2 separate regions of the Mus musculus genome follow, and region 2 is linked to region 1. Evidence: chromatin contacts called from public HiChIP or PLAC-seq data. All regions are on one chromosome and are shown on one strand. Each heading gives the region's core, a stretch centred on a gene start, on an enhancer-like site or on the middle of the called end of the contact. The rest is flanking DNA. Distances are from core to core; before and after follow the strand shown. Region 1 holds the start of Fanca (Fanconi anemia, complementation group A). Region 2 holds the start of Rhou (ras homolog family member U).

The links. HiChIP or PLAC-seq counts read pairs in DNA pulled down with a chosen protein or histone mark.
Region 2: a FOXA1 HiChIP or PLAC-seq map of pancreatic cancer cells shows a contact between it and region 1. The contact joins the promoter of Rhou here to the promoter of Fanca in region 1. A contact is called at or near these places in 2 of 115 datasets of contacts at active chromatin or transcription factors (embryonic stem cells and pancreatic cancer cells).

The regions. Positions count from the first base shown.
Region 1 is chr8:123,313,240-123,320,589 of GRCm38.p6, reverse strand. It overlaps Fanca (Fanconi anemia, complementation group A), which reads left to right and starts at 2,014. Exons shown (of 43, transcript NM_016925.3): 1 at 2,014-2,115; 2 at 2,419-2,528; 3 at 4,134-4,227; 4 at 7,217-7,350. The coding sequence starts at 2,037.
Region 2 is chr8:123,648,695-123,655,496 of GRCm38.p6, reverse strand. It overlaps Rhou (ras homolog family member U), which reads right to left and starts at 1,568. Exons shown (of 3, transcript NM_133955.4): 1 at 1,281-1,568; 2 at 1-5. The coding sequence starts at 1,551. It overlaps Gm35874 (a long non-coding RNA gene), which reads left to right and starts at 2,761. Exons shown (of 3, transcript XR_388157.3): 1 at 2,761-3,020; 2 at 3,249-3,352; 3 at 3,927-4,471. Gm35930 (a long non-coding RNA gene) reads right to left here. Exons shown (of 2, transcript XR_388158.1): 1 at 5,675-6,802; 2 at 3,662-3,976.

The DNA.
Region 1 (7,350 bases), core at 765-3,264:
GAGTGCAGAGGTCACCACGGGTGTCTTAGCCAGTTTCCACCTCAGCGGCTCTCTAATTCTGTTTTTGAAATGGGAATCTCACAATATTGCCTAGGCTACCCCAAACTCCTAGGCAGAAATGATCCTCCTGCCTCAGCTTCCAGAGCTGATAGGATTTCTAACTTGTGCTACTGCACTTGTTGAAAATGCAAATTACGAAGCATCAACGAAAAGAAAACCGTTTCCAACGAAAGCTTGAAAACACACAGTAAGTACCAGCGGTGGTGATGGTCAGTTGGTGTGATTTGGGGTAAGCTAGTACTCTTTTTTGTCCTCATAGGCTGGCTGAGCAGATTATCTTTTTCTTTTTCTTTCTTTCTTTTTTTTTGGTTTTTCGAGACAGGGTTTCTCTGGCCACCACGCCCGGCTAGATTTCCTTTTTCATATGGAGGAAAATGGCCCTTTTTTGCCAGGTAGTGGTGGTACGTGTCTTTAATCCCAGCTCTCAGTCAGTAGAGGTAGTGTATCTCTGAGTTCACCAACCTACTCATTCAAAATAACAACAACAACAACAACAACAACAACAGGGTAGCAGGGGAGGAACAGTGTGGGTGGGGAGGGCTTGTGTTGGAGGGGGTCCACCTTGTGGGCAATGATGGAAGTACAGCCATTTTTTTTTGAGATTTACTTATTTATTATATGTAAGTACACTGTAGCTGTCTGAAGACACTCCAGGAGAGGGCATCAGATTTCGTTATGGATGATTGTGAGCCACCATGTGGTTGGTGGGATTTGAACTCATGACCTTCGGAAGAGCAGTCGGTGCTCTTAACCACTGAGCCAGCCTTGAGCCACATCTTCTAATAGGCAGAGCAGCTCTCTGATGCTCCTCTCTGAGGGCACTTCTGATGCTAGAGGCAACGTGGGGCTGCCAGACACATTTGATCCTGAACTGGGACGAGTCCTGGCCATAGTGATGAAATTTTGTAGAAATACATTAAAAAAAAATTGGTTCTCTTCAGTTTTATATCTTTAAGTGTTCTCTTTGATGGGTAAAGTGACTTTTTGGCTCCCAGTGTGACCGTAGCACCTCCAGGTCATGGAGGCAGATAAGCCTGATTCCTGGGAAACTTCGGTCAATCTTTGTCTGCTCTGCTCTGGCTCTGATAATGGCTCCTCCAGCTGCTGACTGATTCCAGGCTGGGTGAATTTTAATCACAACCTGGCTACTATGGCCGGTTCAAGCCTGTCTCTAGTGTCCTGTCTTCCACTAGTGTCTGCGTGTGCACACACCTGGGGTAATGCTGAAAATCAAGGACAGTGGCTGCAGTGCACATAATGCCCTCCTTCAGTTTGCTTGTTTGTTTGTTAGAGTCGGGGTTTCTCTGTGTAGCCCTGGCTGTCCTGGAACTCGCTCGGTAGATCAGGCTGGCCTCCAACTCACCGAGATCCACCTGCCTCTGCCTTCGGAATGCTGAGATTACAGCACCGCCCCGCACGTAAGGTGGATTTAAAAAAGGAAGAAACAAGAATGACAGCGTTTTTGTGGCTGTTTTTCCTTCCTAAGTACTTTGAGCGCTTAGCGGGGAGTGATAGCAACTCTAATTTCAACCCTTGAAAGTCACACCCCAGCACCAGAACTCCTTTGGTCAATTTTCCCTCAGAGTCAAATAAGCACAGCAGAGTACTCGGATCGATCCTGTGTAGTTTTGAACAAAGCAGGTAAAAGTGCTTTTTTTTTTTACCGAAAACCTGGGTCCAGTTTGTCACGTGATCTCCCCAGGCCAAGCTCTGGGCCATTAGCAATTCTGCGCCACTTTCCCTCTAAGTTGTCAGGCGCAGGTGTATTGCACCAAGGCTGCCACCATACTGCCTTCTCTGCCACCCGAACGCAGCCAGACTCCGGGACAAGTACTACAACCAAGAGGAAGAGGGCCACAGAGCAAGGGTCCGCCCTCGGGGGTGTGGTCAAGCATGCTCCTAGCCAATGAGCGCCAGCGCCTGGCCGCGGCCAATCGGAAGGCAGCGCGGGCTGCAGAGCCGGTGTTCCAGACGCTATGCCGGGCTCGCCGGCTAGGGGTGCTGCCATGGGTGGTGGGCCCCGGGGCCTCCGAAAAACTTGGACCGAGCTGCTGGGTAGGTCTTGCCATTTCTGCCTTCTGACCCCCAACCAGCGCCAGTGCGGTCCCTCCATTCTTCGGGGTCCGGGTTCAGATCCCAGCGTGGCTCAGCCCTGCCCGCGAGTCAGCCGTCCTGGGCCGCGCTGGTCCTCTTAGGGCCATGGGCCCCAGGCTTCCTGGTCCTGCCGCTTGCTGCAAGCGCTAGGTGACTGTCCAGACTTGGACAGCTTCTCTCTGGACCTCCGCGCAGCGTGTCACCCTGTGTACGTTGCACTATAATTTTCTGAGCAATTTTTTTTTCTTTTTAAAATATCTTTAGCGGGCAGAGTCAAAAAGCAAAAATATGATCCTGAAAGGGAACAGAAATTAAAGGATTCTGCTCTGAAACTCCTGAGATACCATCAAAATATGCATGACCTTTTGCTAGAGGTAAGAGGAAGTTGTCCTGGCTGAGCAGGTTGGATGTTCGGAGCCAAGCCAGATCATAATCTTTTTAATGTCCTTCTAAGCCTGAGTACTTGGCGAGTAACTGGTGCCGGCAAACCAGGTGGGAGGAGAGCTGAGTGTATTTTATATTTTATGTCTTTGGAGATGAAAGTAGTTGGGTAGTACATTTAATAATTCATGAAAGGCTTTAATAAATTCCTTCTGGGAAAAGTACTCGAGGGGCTGGAGGGTTGATTCCTGTACAATCTGGTTTTTGTTTGTTTGTTTGTTTTTCTCTGTGTAATCCTGGCTGTCCTGGAACTCACTCTGTAGACCAGGCTGGCCTCGAACTCAGAGATCCGCCTGCCTCTCTCTCCCAAGTGCTGGGATTAAAGGCGTGCACCACCACACCCAGCAAGATGGAGTACAAGTTGTAAGCTGAAAGAAGCATCCCGAGTTGCTTTTGGTCATGGTGTTTTTATTACAGCAATAGAAATTCTGGGGGCTGGAGAGATGGCTCAGCGGTGTTCCAGAGAAACACCCAGGGGAAGAGAGCAGTGTTTGTAACCTGTGTGGGTGTGGGGTGGAGGAATTCACTGCTGACAAAGGGATGCTTTTTGTCCCAGAAGCCGACTTTACCGTTTGTTGACATGCGCTGCACCCAAATTGGATGGACAGCCCTCTCTTGGAGACACTTTGACTGAAACATTCACTGCAGACACTGGAATTGTTCTAAATATTAAGATAAACATTGTTTCTTTGCAGCAAACACAGACTGTGACAGAAAACGCATATATAGAAACATGAGGGTGATTGAAATCTTTCATAATCCACCAAAGAGAACCAATTAGGCCTTTGCTGCTCTAATTCCATGTTGTCATTTTGAAACACAGTTCAGAATGGCATACAGACAATTTAATTCTCACTTTTAAATATGACAATTAAGCACAGGCATTTTCACATGGTTTAAAATGCTCCTAAACAATAGGGCTGGCATTGTAGCATCCCGTTTACTTCTGGACTTGGTTTTACTAAACCATTGCAGCATCAGCACACCAGAACTTCAGTTTGTCACACACTGATCTGTATGATTTATATTTGTAAGTTCCTTTGTTTCTCCAAACCAGAGTGAAAGGCATGAGCTACCGATAATCTCATTTACAGGGAAGACACTGAAGGGTAGGTCATTGCTAGAGGTCACTCAGCTGCTCAGCACTGATTGCTCTTCCGGAGGTCCTGAGTTCAAATCCCAGCAACCACATGGTGGCTCACAACCATCTGAAATGGGATCTGGTGCCCTCTTCTGGCATATCTGAATACAGTGACAAATGTACTCATGTGTATATATCTATCTATCTATATACATACACACACACACACATATATATATACAATAAATAAATCTTAAAAAAAATTCTAATACACACACACACATACTGTCACACACACTCACTCTCACACACAAAGATGAATTTAAAAGCAAAACAAAATAAAACCAAACTAACAAACCAGGGAACCAAAACAAAGCAAACTTGCCTGCTCTGCGAGCTGCACACTGCTGGAGTCTTGAAACCACTTTCTTGCTGTTCTTACCGCTTCGGTTTGTAGGTAGAAGAGCCACAGTGTAAAAGGTTGCGTCTCAGTGAGCTGATCGACCGCGACAGTGCTGACGCTTCCTCCGACCGGTCTGCTTCCTTCATCCGTGAGTTGTCGCTGTGCTTTTCAGTTCACTTAGGAAGCGGTTAAGGGAAAAAAGTCGCCATCTGTTACAGTCCGTAGACATTCAGATTCCACCTGACAATGCCCTTTCTCTTGTATCATCACCAGTTACACGGGCTCTATGACTTGATTTGGAGTTATTTCCTAGCTTTACCCCACTCCCCCCCAACCCCCACCCCCAACTCCCACAGGGTTTCTCTGTGTAGCTCTGGCTGTCTTGGGACTTACTCTATATGTAGACTAGGCTGGCCTCGAACTCACAGAGATCCACCTGCCCCTGCCTCTGCCGCTCAAGTGCTGGGATTAAAGATGTGAGCCACCACTGCCCGGAGGTATTTATTGCTCTTCCCTGCCCTTGTGTGTATGTGTGTGTGTCTGTCTGTCTCTCTGTATGTGTATGTGTCTGTCTCTGTATGTGTATGTGTCTGTCTCTGTGTGTGTCTGTCTGTATGTGTGTCTGTCTGTCTCTGTATGTGTGTGTGTGTCTGTCTGTCTCTGTGTGTATGTGTCTGTCTGTCATGTGCTTGCAGGTGTCACTCTCCCCATTTCCCGAGAGTCAGAGAAAGCAGGGCAGGGGGTGGTTATCAATAAATAAGGGTTTTTTTTTTGTACTTCACATTTCTTTTCCTTTTTTTTTTTTTTTTTTGGTTTTTTGAGACAGGGTTTCTCTGTGTAGCCCTGGCTGTCCTAGAACTCACTTTGTAGACCAGGCTGGCCTCAAACTTAGAAATCCGCCTGCCTCTGCCTCCCGAGTGCTGGAATTAAAGGCATGCGCCACCACGTCTGGCTTTTTTTTCTTTTTTCTTTTCTTTTTTTTTTTTTTAAAGATTTATTTATTTATTATATGTAAGTACACTGTAGCTGTCCTCAGATACTCCAGAAGAGGGCATCAGATTTCGGAAGACCTTCGGAAGAGCAATCGGCGCTCTTAACCACTGAGCCATCTCTCCAGCCCCTTTTTTTTTTTCTTTTTTTAAAGATTTCTTTATTTATTATGTGTGAGTACACTGTAGCTGTCTTCAGACACCCCAGAAGAAGGCATGAGATCTCATTACGGATGGTTGTGAGCCACCATGTGGTTGCTGGGATCTTAACTCAGGACCTTCGGAGGAGCAGTCAGTGCTCTTAACTGCTGAGCCATCTCTCCAGCCCCTATCTGTGATTTCTTTCAGAAAGTGATAATCACTTCATGATTTGTTCCTTTTTAGTCTACTGTTTTCATTATGCATTCACTCACTCACTGTGAGCTTTCATGCTGCGGTGATCATTTGGCGGTCCGAGGTCAGCTGTGTGAGTCTGTTGTTTTCCCCTTCAGCCGTGTCATTGCTGGGGACCAAACTCAGGTTTTCAGCCTTGACTTCAGGCAGCTTCACACACTGGGACATCTTGACAGCCCTTAGTAATTTTTTTTTTTAATTTATGAGTATCTGTGAGTATATGTCACATGCTTGGGGCTACCCACAGATGACGGAAGAAAGTGCTGGGTGCCCTGGGGTTGGAATTTGCGATGACTGGGGAGTTGAAAATGAACTTGTGTTCTGTGCAGGAGCAGCAGGTGGTCTCACTCCCTGGGCCACATTCCAGTCCCTCACGCTTGGTTTTTTTTTTTTTTAAGTCTGTTATTATTTGACGGACTGGGGTTTGAACCTAGGGTATTTTATGTCTCTAGCCCCTTGAATGATTTTTGACTAAGTCATCCAGGCTGGCCTTGAGTTTTCAGTCTTCCCTCGACTCTCCTGTTAACTGGAATTACAGGCTTCTGTCTTCAGTCCCAGCTCTGATTTCTGACACTTGTAATTTGAAGCCTCTATAATTATTGCATGTGGCTTTCCTTATTCATTGATGTGAGTGAGTTTTTAGAGCCTTGAAGTTAATGGGTGTGTGGTATATATATACACACATATATACACATATACATGTATATATATATATATATATATACACACACATATATATTAAGTTTTTTTTTTTTTAGTTTTTTTATGTGGATGTTTTTTCTGCACGTATGTCTGTGGACTGTGTTGGATCCCCTAGAGCTGAAGTTACAGACAGTTATAAGCCATTGTGTATCTTGTGGGAATCAAACCTGGGTCCTCTGGAAGAGCAACACGTACTCTTAACTGCTGAGCCCTCTCTCCAGCCTTCTTATTTTTTTTTTTTTTCCTTGACAACTAGTTTTGGAAGTGAAATAAATGAGAAATGATGTGCTTGTCAGCACGGCCTGTTCTAGGCTCCCCAGGACATTTCACCTCAGGATCACTGACCGCAGACTGGGTCAGGAACCTGGTGACCTGCCTGGGGTCAGCTTCTCTAGCTTCTGTCTGAGTGTACCCATGAGCCTCTGCTCCCTTTCAGGTGCAAGGTGGAGTGTCTGGAAATCCTGTCCAGTTTGGACTTGAGTGTTTGTGAGGTCCCTGGGGGCTAAAGTAATTAGGGACTCAGGGTGAAGCACAGTAAGTGGCACTTGTGTCCGGTGTCTGAGGCCATGGGTTCGATCCCTGTCATGGCATAAGGAGCTGAGGGTCTAATCCAGTGCCTCAATAAACACCCTACCACATGAGCTCCATCCCTAGCCCTTATGGTTTTAAACGTATATGTCAGTGATCCGCTCACTGTGGAAGAGCCTTCCTCATAGCATCCCCGGAAGCCCGATGAGCTCTGCTCCCTGAGCTGCTTTCTAAGGGGGATGATAACGTGCCCTCTGTATGTCGCAATGGGGCGAATCTGCTGTGGTAGAAGATGGCGTGCGTATGTGCGTGGCTTGGAGTTCAGAGGTTGCCTCTGAGTGTACTGAGAGCTGCCAGTTTGTCCACAAAATCATCTTCATTTTGTGTCTCCTGTTTTTCTCTTTCTGTCTATTCTTTATCTACTGTGACGCTACCACCAAGTAAGAAGCAGTTTTCAACTTAAGTCTTTGGAGGGTTGTGTTTCTCGTGTTTTAAGGGAAAGTCATGGCTTGCTTTCGTTTTTAGGCTCTGCTTTCCGGGATCAGGCCTCGAGGCTGGGAGTTCCTGTGGGGGTGCTATCTGCCAAAGTGTTTGCTCGCAGTGTGCAGCAGGTCTGCGTGGAGCCCAGCCACCCCGTGCTGCTCAGCCCGGAACAAAGT
Region 2 (6,802 bases), core at 319-2,818, 340 kb before region 1:
CACGGCTTGGGAGAAAGAAAAAAAAAAAAGAGCAAGATGATTATCAGGACATCTTTTACCCTCTCAGCAGATTGGCAGTTCCTGCTCTGGGTTCTCTTAGTGAACTAAGGACTTGGCTACGCCCAGAAACCCATGGAAGTGTACAAATGTTCCAAGGTGGGGGGCTCCCTCCACCACAGAGCATGAAGCAGCAAAGCCCTGACCTCCAGAAGGTGCCCCGGAAGGCTTGTTTTCCTTTCAAGCCTGGAAGATTAATTTTCCTGTCACCCTTGTTTCAAAGAGCCTAGAAACAACACAAGGTGGGAAACCAACTCTGCACTTTTAAATCAGTGGACAACCTCATAGATAATCCTGTTTTCTCTTGGGAAAAAAAAATCTCCCTGCTTCAGGGTTTATCATAAAACTCCAGCAGTTTTGAGAACTTGTGCAAACACAGGCGGCCTATCACCCGTGCGTGTGTGGAAATGGGCACTTCTCTCTGTCAGTTCAAAAAGAGGATTAAGAAAAGCTGGCAGAGAGAAGCCACACAGATTTTCCCCCAGGGTCCAGAGATAGGGTGAGAGCAAGGACCCCCCATCCAGTAAAGACTCGGAGGTTTCAGCTTATATTAGGCAATTTGTCTCCTTCTGATAGCATTTCTGGTTGTTTATAAATGTTTATGCTAGTGAGCGGTGGAGGGGGCACCATGCACTTCTGTTTTATCCATAGGGTCTCTGAAATTAGAGACTGGCCACGGAGACTGGAAGTCGGAGGTAAATTTTTTAGGAGGAAGATTTTTCACACTAGCTTAATGTGATTTTTTTTTTGTAACTTTTTCTTAAATTCCTGAAAGACTTTTTAAAAAATCAAGAGAAATGATTGCTTTACTTTTGTTATCTTTGTGTGATCCACGAACCCACCCACCCTTGAGAACTTGCTGTAACTAAACGCCAAGCTGGAGGGACTGGGCCAACCGTCAGAAACCGAGACAGCGCAGGCGGGGCGCAGGCCAGGCAGGCGCTGGGCTCAGAAGAAAGGAACGTTCTCGCAAGCCCCAGCCCTCCTTGGTGCGCCTGGCCGGCTCACACACGGGAGCAATCCGGGTTGCTCCAGGCGAAGATCCGCTGGAAGTGAGCCGCCCCGGAGGGCGCAGGTGGGAAGGCCACCTGAGCTGCAGCTCGCTCCGGAATCCCGGAGCCAGACCGGTCGGACACCCCGCTGCCACCTCGCCGAGCCGCTGCCCCGAGACCCGCGCCGCCCCGCGCCTCCCAGCCCGAGGCCGCGCCCCGCCCGGCGCTCACCCGAGAAGTTGTCGAAGGCCGTAGGGATGTACTCGGTGGGGTAGCCGTTAGTGGTGTAGCTGACCACCAGGCTGGTCTTGCCCACCGCGCCGTCGCCGACCAGCACGCACTTGACGCCGCGTCCCTCGGCGCCGCCCGCGCGCCCCCGACCCCCGGACACCCCGGGCCCGCGCGCCCCGCGCCCCCCGCGCTCTCGGCGAGGCGGTACCGGCGGCGCCGCCGGCGGCTCGCAGCGGGCGGGCAGCGCCGGCCGGCCTTGCTGCGGGGCCATCGCGGGGCGGCGGCCGCGAGACCAGCTGCCACCGGCGGACAAAGGCGGCGCACGGTCCGCACTCGGCTGGGCGTCTGTGCCCGCGCGGCCGCGATGTGGCCGAGCCTGCTCCGCCAGGCTTCCCTGCGACACCGGCGGGCGGGGAAAGAGGCGGGTCCGGCGGCTCCTTCTTCTATCCGAGACCACAGCGCCCCCGTCTGCGCGCCGCGCTGGTGAACTACGCCGGCGCCTCGAAACGGTGCGGCTGGACTAGCTGGCTCCACCACGCCAACCCACGCGGACCCCGAGCTACCCCTGGCCCCTGCTGTGGGCTTCTCATCCCCCCACCCCCCTTTCCCGGCTCCTTCCCAAGCTTCCTTTCCTCCTCTTGCTCTCCAGTTCCTCCTGCCCTGCCCCCTCCTCCCCATCCTTCTGTTCCCCCTTCCCTCCCGGCTCTTTCTCTTCCCTCTCCTCCTTCTCCCTCCTTAGGTCGCCCCCTATTCTCTTTCTACTCCACAACCTCCTTTCCGCGGTCTCCCTCTCACCATGATCACCCTGCTTCTTCCACTCTTCCTGTTCCTCCAGCTGCCCTTGCTCCTCCACACAAGTGTCTTGGTTTGGAGGGGGAGAGTGCTGTGGGGCCTGCCTGCTTTTGCAGTCCCTCAGGAGAGATTATTGTCTTGATAGCCAGTCCTGATGAGTAGGACTTAAGTTTGATTGCAGACAAATGTATGATTTTTCTGTTAAAAATCATTGATTCTCATTTGGATGCAGGATACCACCCTTTGTTAGCGCTCCCTCTCTTTGGCATGCTGTGACCTTGTGTGTATTCATGGTCCAGCAAATTTCCTTACAGTCTTTAGTTAAGTGCAATTTTGGCTGCCGTAGTATTATCTGAAAAGCTAATTGTCTGTTCATTTTGTGCTGCCCTTTCTCTGCCTGGTCACTAATGCTTCTGATTTGCTTCTGGTGTAAGAAGAGCTGTGTGCTGTTAATATTAATATTATTTTGCTGGTGGTAAAGACAAGAGCTAGGGGCCGAGAGAAAGGGAGAGTGGTTAAGAGCACCGGCTGCTCTTCCAGAGGTCCTGAGTTCAATTCCCAGCAACCACATGGTGACTCACGACCATCTGTAATGGGATCTGGTGCCCTCTTGTGGTGTGTCTTAAGACAGCCAGTGTATTCATATAAATAAAATAAATAAATCTTAAAAAAAAAAAGACAAGAGCTAGTTAAATACTGAGCCTTTGTTATGTCCCAGATGTTGTTGTAACCATTCTGTCAAAACGAATTCCTTTAATATTAGCATTACTTATACCCATTTTACAGCCAGGACAACCTGAAGTACAGAGATGCTAAGTGACAGGTTTGAGTTCCATAAAGGAAATGACAGCGTCCTACCTGGGATCCTATATGCAACCATGCAGTGTGGCAAGTGAGACTTGCAAAGATGATGTGGCCGCAGAGATACAGAAGTGGGCCTGTCAAGAGGTAATTTCTTCAATCCCGAATGGGTGGCAGACTCACCCGTCATTCAGGGCCTTAGTGCTGTCAGCCTTTAAAGCTGCAATGCAAGCTGTTTTCGGGATGAAACCCTAGGACCTGACCAAAAATGACCTTGAGCACCTGGGAAATCAAAAGTCTCCCACACAGGATCTGAAGAACAGGAACGGGCTGTCTTGGAAATGGACTAAAAACCTGGTACACTCTCTCCTGCAGTGAAACAGAGCAGAGCAGCAAAAAGACTGGCAACTCCCAAGTTAGGACCGTTCGGCTCTCTTTTGCCCTTGGGCCACCTGAATTCCTGTGCTCTGTCTGATCAAGTAGGTAGATTTGTGTGTGCCTTCTGTCTCCTTGATGGTTGACACTACAATAACTTTTTGCAAAACCATTGCTACAGTATTGGTTTCTATATATGTCTGGCGCAAGCCTTTGCTTAGTGTTACTGCTAAGACCTGACAAAGTGGGCACATGATACTTTGTTTCTGTAGATGTTGCAAACTGTTTCTACTTTAATCATTGTGGATTGGGGCCATTATCCATTTTATCTATAACTTCCCAACATATGGAGAGTGGCCTTGAAGTAGCTGTGAATATTTTGGGAAGCAAGCCAAGAAAAATAAGGCTAGAGAGACATTTTGTTTGTGTTTAATGGGACATAGAGCCAAAGGAAGGGAGATTAGGGAGGAGGCATGGGAGCACTTTGCATGGTGGTGGTGGTGGGGGCGGGGGTGGTCAACGGAAGCCAAGAGCCTATGCTGCTGGCATGAACTGGAGCCTCTCCTGCTGGTGTGTAGTACACACTTCATGTCTCCTTCAGGACTGCAGACACAGCTACAGAGGTGTGGGAGCAGTGCCCAAGGCTGAAACTGCCACCCTCTGTACAAATCTTGGCAGCTTTATCTTCCCTCAGCACTGGAGGATCCAGGAGCAAAGAGCTGCTGAGCCTGGGATGAATGAAACTGAGAGTCCGACTGCTGCAGTGCCTTACCAACCAAAACCAAAACCAACCAACCAAACAACAACAACAACAACAACAACAACAAACCACTCATTGGTAGGCCCGGCATGCTCAGCTCTGTCTGCTCAGCATCAAGAATGTATCTGGAGGCAGGGGATGCAATTGTAAGTGTTGGTCTGAATCCCTATGTTTGTAAGGCAACAAGCCTGAAGTTGTCCCACAAAGCACAAAGTCTGTGTGTATCTCTTGATACTCATCCTGGAAGAGATATATCTCAAACTTGAGGGAGTCAGAAGGTTGGTGGCTAAAAAGTTCAAGAAGAGGAATAAGCACTGTAAAGTTGTGCCAAGTGGGTCTGATAAGAATACTACGTTTGGGTGGTTTTTGTTTGTTTGTTTGTTTGTTTGTTTATTCGTTTGTTTGTTTTAAGTTTACAGCTCTTGTTAGCTTTTATAATATGTAACTTATTTTGCTATGTTTATTTCTTTTGTTGTTGTTGTTCATTTGCTTTTTGTTTTGTTTTGAGACAGGATTTCTCTGTGTAGCCCTGCCTATCCTAGAACTCATTCTGTAGAGGCAGCTGTCCTCAGACCAGAGATCCACCTGCCTCTGCCTGCTGAGTTTTGGTGCCAAAGGCATGGACCACCATGCCTGACCCAGAATTTTAGTTTTTAAATTCTTATCTCCATGGGGGCCCTCTAGCCCAACTCTGACCATCCCTCAGGGCCCTAAAGGTCCCTTATGCTGTCTATGAAGCTGAACTGCACGTGTGTGCTTGTGTAGCCAGCCCTCTGGCTAATTAGCTTCCTCAAGTTGCTAGGACCCAAGCTGGTAGTTCCCACCCACTGGCAGTGTCTCCTTGAGTTCTAGGACCCAACCAATACCAGTCCTTACTCTCCTTTTCTACTGAGAGATAATGAGGAGAGAAAAAAATAATGAGAAGAACCTGTCAACACTTTTTGTGAGAGAAGATGGGAAATATCATGTGAATGAGCTGCTGTCAGACCATCCAGTAGGGTCTTGGCCAAAGTCATGACTGTCCATATCAGGAGGAAGAATTCCAACACAGGGCCCAGTTTGTGAGCACTGGCTCCTTACTTACAGACATCCCAATCTCACCCATCCTTCATCCCCTTACTATAATAATTATAATTAATAAATTAAGAACTCTCATTAGGATCATGAAGCTCAAAGTGTAAAAATTAATCATTAGTGCTGACCAGCAAGAATAATATTTGAAAATAAAATATCTGTTCCATATTTACCCATTGGGTAAGATACGCTATTTTGCAGTATGAACTCAAAATGTCATTGTCTACACACACATGTACACACACATCACCATAACACACATATACACACACAGTCTCACACACACCATCATGCACACATATTCACACCATCACACACACATACACACACCATCACACATAAACACACCATCACACACACACACACACACACACACCATCACACACACACATACACACAGCAACACATAAACACTCACACCATCATACACACACCATCTCACACACACATACACACATACCATAACACACACTATCACACACACACCATCACGTACACACATATATACACACCTTACACATTCACCAAAACACACATACCATCACACACACACACACCACCAAATGAGTGACCAAATAAGAATGAATCTTACCAACAAGGCAAGAGTGAAGGAAGCAAGGCAGGGAAGAGGATGAAGTGTCTGACTAACTGTGAAGTTCAGAAGGAAAGCAAGCGGTGCTGGATGTTAGCGTGGGTGAGGAGCGGTCACACCCAGAAGGGCGTGGTCGGGGGGTTCTTCTGGGGATGATGACTTCACCACTGGTCTTCATAGTAACTCATGTTTCTTATTTACTTCTGAAAGCCGCATTATGTTTCAAAATTGCAGTGGTTAGAAATATCCAAACATGTACATCATACTAATCGGGACTTTGCGGAAAGCTTTAGGGCCGTACAGAATGACTCGCATGCTGGACGTCCCGTGGACTAAAACAACAGTCTTATCGTAAAAATCTAATGTGATTTGAGCAAACAGAACCCTATTCAAGACCATTCCGGGCGTGCCGATTGGAAAGTTCTGCTATGCGTTATTTACATATCTAATATTTATTTCATTACGGGGTCATCTTCCGCCAGTGTTGCTTTAGGTGTTTGGTATTCTTAACCAACCCAACTGGTCCTGCAGGATTATGACAGACAGGTAAATGGCAGTTCATAGACGTAAGTTCTCAGGAGGGTTTGACAGGACATCAGGTCAAAGGCCAGAGGAAACACGGTAACTTCAAAGTCTGCAGAGCGAGCGAGGCACCCGGCCACCGAGCAACGCCTTTCCTCGCTCGCTCTTGGTTTGTTTTGCTCTTTAAAACCCCTGCTCCGAGTCTCTCCAGCTGTTGCAGCTCTGCTGTTCACCCACATGAGAGAGAAAGGCTAGTTCCATCCCATGTGTCCGTCCTCCATGTCCCTGAGTTGGGTGTTCGGGGGAACACCCAGCTGTTTGACCCTCTCCATAATGAGCCCCTCTCTCAGACTGTCACAGCAATTGATAGGCTTCCAACCCCTAAACACTCTACAGAAACTCCCAGGCAAACACTTTCCAGCTGCCAACTTCTCAAGGATGATAAGAACTCTTTAAAAACTCCTCCTAGCTATTGCAAAAACCTTGACCTCCCTTAGTTTTGCGGCCACCATGAAGATAAGAGCAGGCCAGTCAGCATTTCCCAGCAGCCATGACTGTGAGCCAGGAGTCTAAGACTCTGGCCTTTCCTCCCCTCCCAGAACTGCA